Regions from separate parts of the Zea mays genome. Here region 2 is linked to region 1. The links are chromatin contacts, called in public Hi-C maps. All regions are on one chromosome and are shown on one strand. Each heading gives the region's core, a stretch centred on a gene start, on an enhancer-like site or on the middle of the called end of the contact. The rest is flanking DNA. Distances are from core to core; before and after follow the strand shown.

The links. Hi-C and Micro-C count contacts between places; a contact is called where the count stands out from the background.
Region 2: a contact with region 1 is called in a Hi-C map of leaf, with 5 times the contacts expected there. The contact joins the promoter of LOC100382549 here to the promoter of LOC103637971 in region 1. A contact is called at or near these places in 9 of 25 Hi-C or Micro-C datasets (bundle sheath, ear, endosperm and 3 more) and 2 of 3 datasets of contacts at active chromatin or transcription factors (leaf and seedling).

What each region holds. Positions count from the first base shown.
Region 1 is chr9:14,088,642-14,092,756 of Zm-B73-REFERENCE-NAM-5.0, reverse strand. LOC103637971 (pentatricopeptide repeat-containing protein At4g30700) reads right to left here and starts at 1,690. Exons shown (of 1, transcript XM_008660966.4): 1 at 1-1,690. The coding sequence starts at 1,629.
Region 2 is chr9:14,271,036-14,274,677 of Zm-B73-REFERENCE-NAM-5.0, reverse strand. It overlaps LOC100382549, which reads right to left and starts at 1,985. Exons shown (of 2, transcript NR_159452.1): 1 at 569-1,985.

The DNA.
Region 1 (4,115 bases), core at 441-2,940:
ATTAGTCATTACGCGGAAAACTTTCTGCCCTTCGTCAACCAATCCTCCATGGCTGCATGCGTAGATCACCGACAGGAAGGTGGAGCTTGTTGGAAGAATGCGTGCATCCAACATATCCTTGTAGAGCTTCAAAGCTTCAGCACCTTGGCCATGGAGACCGTATCCAGATATCATCGCATTCCAGGAGACTACATTCTTGTTATCCATTCTGTCAAAGATGCTCCGAGCTTCAGCAATGCTTCCACATTTCGCATACATGTCAATGAGCGCTGTCATGACGTAGACATTGAGCTCAAGTTTCTCCTTGGAGATGATCCTGTGAACCCACTTCCCCAGAGACAAAGCTCCAAGATGTGCACAGGCTGAAAGAGTGCTTGAAATAGTGATGGGGTTCGGCTGCACATTGAGCTCCTGCATTAGCTGGAAAAGTGCAACTGCCATCTCCGTCAAGCCGTTCTGGGCATACCCGGATATCATTGCATTCCATGATTCCATGGTCTTCTCTAGCATTGCATCAAATATGCTCCTTGCAGACTCCATATCGTTTAATCTACAGTACAAAGTGGTCAGTGCTGTTGACACCAGAGCATCTGCATCTAACCTGGCCTTGACAACAAACGCATGTAAGCACCGAGCAAGCAGCTCATGCCCAAATGGACTGTACACCGGTATCACCGCAACCAACGTGCTTGAGTTTGGCCTCCAGCCTGAGGCCGTCAACTCTTTGAACAACTCCACCGATGATTCAACCATGCCATTGACTGAGTAGCCTGAGATCAAAGCATTGTAGGCAACCAAATCTGGATTGTCCATCCTATCAAAGAGAAACTGTGCAGAGTCCATGTCCCCGCACTTTGAATAGAGCGACATGAGCCCAGTCACAACATGCTCATGCTCTGCCAACCCGCACTTCACGCCATATCCATGGACGCACCTCCCCATTGCCATATGTGATGCTTCTGCCGCTGCCCGTAGGCTGGATGCAAGGGTGGTTGAGTCAGGTCGCACTCTCCCAGCATCCACCATCCGCACGAACGCCTCCAGGGCCTCCGATCCAGGCAAACCAGCGAGCAGCGTGTTCCACAAGATAGTGTCGGGCGACGGCACCGTGTCGAACACCTTGCGTGCGTCGTCCCCTCTTGACAGCTTGAAGTAGAGCTTGGCCAGAGCTGACGCTACGAACGTGTCCGCCGCGTACCCCGCGGCCACGGAGAGCCCGTGAAGCGTGCGTGCGGCAGCAGCGTCGTTGCCACGGGAGGAACAGGAAGAGGAGAGCGAGGTGGCGGCGAAGGCGAAGGAGAACGAGTCCGGCGACGGGAAGAGGAGGTGCGGGCGGAGGGACGGGAGGGAGCGTAGCAGCGCATTTCGGAGGAACCGGTCGGGGCAGGGGAAGGCGCGGAAGAGGCGGAGAAGGTGGCTGGGCGGCGCACGGAGGGAGGCGTAGCGGAGCAGCAGCGCGGTGGCCGGGGCCGGGTCGAGCGCGTAGTGGCCGGAGGCGAGCGAGACTGCGAGGAGCTGGTCAAGGTGGCGGGGCGTGGATGATAGGGCGACAAGGCGGAGGTAAGAGCGCCGCAGTCCGCCGCCTGGGTCGCCGGCGGGCGGAGGGAGGACGAGGCGGGAAGGAGACATGTCGCTGGCCGCTACCGGGGCCGTGCGGAATGCGGATGCGATCGTGAGGTTCGAACGGATGTAGCATCGCCGTTCGATCGTATATGGACGGCCGTGATGAACGTCAGAGAACTATTTGGCAAGCCGAACGCGTGCGTTATGGATCGAGTTGGGCTTAAGTTTTAGGCCCTATTCCGTTTCCACGGATTGGAATTCCAATCCGGAATGGTTCCTAGCCGAATTACTTCTCTAATTTATATAAATTTTGATGAGTCGGAATGAATCCCGATTCAATATTGGAGAAACGAACGGGCCCTTAAAGGGTTTCGGGCTTTCGACTACTTTCCGGGCCCGTAGTAAGGTTAACTGTTTTGTATTGTTTGCATAGTAGATTTAAAAATAGGGTGAAATAAGAGATGGATAGAATGAGACAGCCTAAGGCCTTGTTCGTTTGTGTCGGATTGGTGAGTCGGAACGATTCCTAACCGGATTACTTCTCTAATTTATATAAACTTTGATTAGCTGGAACGATTCCGGATGCAATCCAACGCAAACAAACAAAGCCTAAGTGACTAAATGATCCAATGACTCACAAATCACGATTCATTATTAGGTAGGCACTCGTTTGGCCTGATGCGAAAAACAGATGGAAGATCTATGGTGCAGGGTTCTAAGACTACTAATAGGTTAATTGTATATATACCACTCAACTTTTTTTTTTATAAAATTAGATGGTTAGTTTATTTAATGAACTAGTTTCTAACTTTTCAAAACTGGAGTGGCATATTTATGATTAACACATGTCTATATAGAAGAGCAAAATACTATTTTGTATCGTAGACTATATTATTTATAATGTGAAATTTAAAATGGATTATAAGGATAAAAAGTTTGGTAACCTTAGAGCATCTCCAGGAGTCTTTTTAAATTTCATTCTCTAAATTATCATTTGGAGAGTCGTTTGCATAAAAACCACTTTCTATATCTTTTCAATCTCCAGCAGCCTTTTTATATCTTGTTTGCACTCTAGAGAGTCATTCATTTTTTCTATATTTGGCTAGCTAGAAACCCGGAATAGAATATATGTGTAGCTATATTTTGATAGATATTTAGATAAGCTGTTGGATGGTGTTTTTTTACAAAAATCTCTATTTTTATAGATTAGGAAGAATACAGAGAGGCCCTTAGAGTTGCTCTTTGTCGTCGCTTCTAGTTTCTAGTAAAAAGGTTTTAGTTTCAATTTTCTCACTAAACATTTTTCTGGTTGATTAAAATCATCTTGCTGAATTCTTGAAATTAGAACTAAAATCCTAAGTAACTAAAGTTTGAGTGTTCCTTTAGAACATCCAAACAACGAGAATTGGTTTTAAGTGACTATCTCTCAGACATTTTTTCTGTCTATAGTTTCGACAACTATCCTAGTGCTACCAATAATATGAAACTTCTCTTATAAGGTGTCGTTCATATATTTATAACGTAATGGGTAACTAATAACGATAAATCATATTTGTGTAAGTTCAAGTGTAATTAGATACTACACTAGAAATTGATATCAGTCTATTTAAACTTATTACCGCTTGTACTTAAATGTGAATCATTAATGCTGGCATTTATATTACATTTCATGAAACAAACAACATCTAAGTTCTAACGCATGATGAAGTAGTCGGTTGTCCCGGCACACGCATAGGGACATGTGACCCGACACCCAGTGCGAGCATGCACATGATCTTAGAATACCTTTATACTCCCTTCGTCCATAACTCCATATAACTTAGTCATTTTGAGTTTGTTCTAAGTCAAATTATTTTAACTTTGACCAACAATATATATAAGATCAAATTATTTTAAACTAAAAGAACTACATATTATGGTAGTTCAAGTAATGATGAATCTAATAACTTTACTTTTATACATATGAAACATCCGGCATAACCGGTCAAAGTTGATAGTGATTGAGTTAGAACAAACATCAAATGACTAATCATGTGGACTGGACGTAGGGAGTAATTCGTAACTTATGAGTAAATCTGAGCACATTATTTTATGATTTTAATATAAAAATACATCTTTTTAATTAGGCTTGTGCACTTATACAATATCATATAAATCGTCACGTGGCGTCACTCATATATTATGAGTTATGAGCTAAAAATGATATTATTGAGGAAATTGTCTTAGATGTTGCAACATATATGCAGGAGGAAGAGATTACACAAAATTTCAATCCATGGTGATGATGTGGCCCTGTTTTTGCATCCCACTTGTCTTAGATGTTGATGTCTCTACCACCCTTGACATCCTAAATCTTTTTGGGGATGCCTCTGGTCTTCATAACAATGTTCAAAAGTCTAATATTTATCCCATAATATGTTCTGAGGAAACTATCCTGGTTGTTCAAAACATCTTACCTTGTGAGATTTCTTCCTTCCCTTGCAAATATTTGGGCCTTCCTCTGTCGACATAAACTTTCTAAGCACCGATTCTGACCCTTGGTGGACAAAATT
Region 2 (3,642 bases), core at 736-3,235, 180 kb before region 1:
TGACTCCAGAAAAACGGTCAATCTTGACTTTCGGTCCCCATTGGAATGCAGGAATTTTTCCTACTTTCTATATTTTTTCTGTCAAAATAAACTGATTTTTGATATGATTCCTTAAAAATTCCTGTATTCCGAAGGGGCCTTCATTTGCGGCCAGGCCACAGAGGTCAAGCTGCGCGACATGGGTAAGGCCTGACTCCGAACAAGGCAACCAAACACAGTGACTTGCATAATTGAAGCCTGCCTACAGACCTGGCCACCCTACAAAACATGTCCATAAATCCAGGCTACAAGATTTTTTATTTTAAATTACAACACAGAAACTAGACAAACATAACTCCAAGAAACATATAAGAACCATTCCAGTTTTGCACTTTATGAGCTAAACGTAAACCACTGCAATTGTATGCAGCCGTTTGTCACATGTGATACCTAAAGCAATTTTCATGAATGGCTGCGCCAGGAATTACTTCAAATGTTGCCATTGAAAGTGAGCTGCTGTCCCGACAGTGCCCACCGCAACTTGTAGTAATAATGAAATCAGTATACCATGAGAATTTTGATGCCATACCTCCCATAAGGTATTCTTTGAACCTTGGGTCGTGCATCAATCATGCTTGTGTAGCGCTAATGTGAGATGGGTGACTCATTTACATCAATTCATAGTGAATCTTCAAGCAGATCCAGCCAGTCTTCTCAACTAAAACCAGCCATGCATTTGATTTTGGATGACCATCAGTGCCACAATAATACAAGACAATACGTTGAACATTTTTCAATCATCAGAACCCTTATCGAGCGCAGGTTGGCTGTTGTTTTGACGAGGCTGGGAGATCCAGTGCAGCCCATCGAGCAATTCTGAATACATCCTCTGGTCCAATGTCCCTCGCTTCCTCCCTTTCAGCTCCTCCAGCACATCAAATGCCTCCTCCGTGCGTCCAGCCCGGCACATCTCCTCCAGCAGCGTCCTGTAGGTGATCATATCTGGCTTCCTACCACAATCCAGCATATCCAGCAGCACCCGCCTTGATTCGTCAAACCTCCACTCCAATGCCAGCGCCGACACGGCGATCATGTACACGCCTCCGGATGGTACAAACCCCTTCTCCCTCATCTCTGCAAAGTACTCCATCCCCTTGTCCGACCTGCCCTTCTGAAACATGGCCTTCACAATGTAGCCGTACGTGAACTCGTTGGGTTCACAGCCGTACAGCGGCATTTCACGGAACACCTTGAGCGCCTCGTCTACCTCCACGCACCGCGCGTAGGCCTTGATGATGAGGTTGAGCAGGAAGGTGTCCGGAACCACGCCGGAGGCCTTCATCTGGCGGTAGAGGGACCGGACGGCGTGGAGGTAGACCATCGACGCCGGCGGGCGGCGCACGCGGCGGACGACTGCGGTGAGGAGGAGCGTGTAGGTCTCGACGTCCGGGCGGCACCCTGCGGCGGCGGGCATGGCGCGCATCTTGTTGAACATGTCGAAGGCGAGCTGGAACAGGCTGCGGCGCGCGCAGCAGAAGCGGAGGCAGGCGTTGAAGAGCCTGAGGTCGGGCGCGCAGGCCCCCGCGAAGACGTCGTGGACGAGGGCCTCGGCCGCGGCGGGGCGGCGGCCAGACGAGGCCGCGGTGAGCGCGGCGAGGTAGGATTCGGGCGCGTGCCGGAACCCCGGGCGCAGCGCGGCCCATCGGAAGAGCGCGAGCGCGAGGTCCGGGTCCTCCTCGGCGGTGATAGCCGCGGCGAGATCGGACGCGGTAAAGCCCGGGCGCAGCCGCGTCACCCACGCCGCGAACTGCTCGTCCGGGGGAGTGCGGACGGGGGACGGCGCGGGGGTGATGGGGTCGGGGTCGGGGTCTGGGACGGGGTCGGGAGGGAGAGGGTATGTGGAGGAAGTGGTGGCGAGAAAGCGGGTGCGGAGGAGCAGGCGGTGGTGGCGGCGTGCCGCGGCGGCGAGCAGCGCCATATTGGGGTGGGCTTGGTCTGCGCCGCGTTGGGTTCACTGGACTCAACAGGGAGAGAGGCTAGCGAGCCGGCGACGGTAACGCCCACATGGGCCGAGACAAGGGACAGGCCCATCTTTGCTGACAGTTGGGCGAGAACTCGTGACTGGTGCCATCTCACGTGGGCTATACATATACATCTGGGCTATAATTAGACCTTAATTCAAGCACACGACCAACCTGGCACCGTCTATTTAACTAGAGTTCACTAAATATTAAATATTTTCAAGACGTGTCTAGTAAAATTATCGGTATAACTTTATATTATGTATTATTTATCATGCACATGTTTCTTAGCAATTTATTATCATTTTAGATAATCTTTTACTTTTATATATGTTGTGCATTTTTATTTTACAATTGATTGTGTGTTAAATATTATACGGTGTAGAGCTATACCTAAATTTTTCACCGTTCCCCGCCATAATCGATATCAACCCTACGTCATCGGTCAATATAGTTCGCTGGCACCATACACAAGGCCTCAACTTCACTGCAGTGGTTCCCCACAAAATCAAACTATAAGTACATCATTTCCGTGAAAAGCAGGTCGTCGCAGCAGACCGTGCCAAAAGCCTGCTAGTCTGTATCCGTTGGTTCATTCAATGCGCGTAACTTGATGGATTCCGTGAATCTTCAGAGCCGGCCGGGGCGATTGCTCGAGTGTTAGTAACTCCATCCTACATTATAGTATAAAAATCAATTCAACTTTCACGGAGAGTAAAGAAAAATATCAAATTTATATGATAAAAATAATATTTATGGTACCAAATGAGTATCATTAGAATTTTTTTATTAATTATTATTTTATAGTATATCTATTTGATGCCATGTTTTTCTGTAATTTTTTCCTATAATTTTTATCAAACATTTTATGTTTTGACTCTCAGAAATGCTGGAATATTTCATAACTTCAAACGGACGGAGTACTGTTTTATATGACCTATAACGTCCATATTTCAACACCTGCTCCAGCCAAATTGTCTGACTTTAATCCTCTCAGCCGTTCGGAAAAGAATACAGTTAGACCCCGTTGGGTTAAGCTGGAATAAGACTAGGAATTATTCCTAGGTATGTGTGGTCTCATGGTTAGCCCCGAATTTATGGAGCAAAAGGGGTGTGGGTTCGAGTGCTCGTTCTGCACTATTTTTTAGCTTCTTAAAATAACCGAACGGGCCTGTCGGTACCCTAAATCAGGGTACTCTTTACTACAGTATGAAGACACGGTGCCCGTACGGCGATCTCTAGCCGCACGGTGAACAGCACCCGGCCCCACCACGTGAACGGCTCAAGGGGCACCACTTGGTGAGAAAAGATGATACATCCTATGGTGTATCAGTTGGATCGGGCCTCCGCTAGGAAGCACCGGACCCCTGTACGCACGACCCGGACCCCAGATTACGGTCCGGGACTCTCAAGTAAACATGCCGGGTCCCTTGGATGGGGTCCAGATCCCTCCAAGTAAGGTCCGGGCCACAACGAGGTCCCGGGACAGGGGATACCCTGGCGTAAGCAAGGGTCCGTGAAAGGGAAATAGGCTCACACATTTTCTTAAAATGATTTTGGTGGTTGAATTGCCCAACACAAATAATTGGACTAACTAGTTTGCTCTAGATTATAGGTTCTACAGGTGCCAAAGGTTCAACAC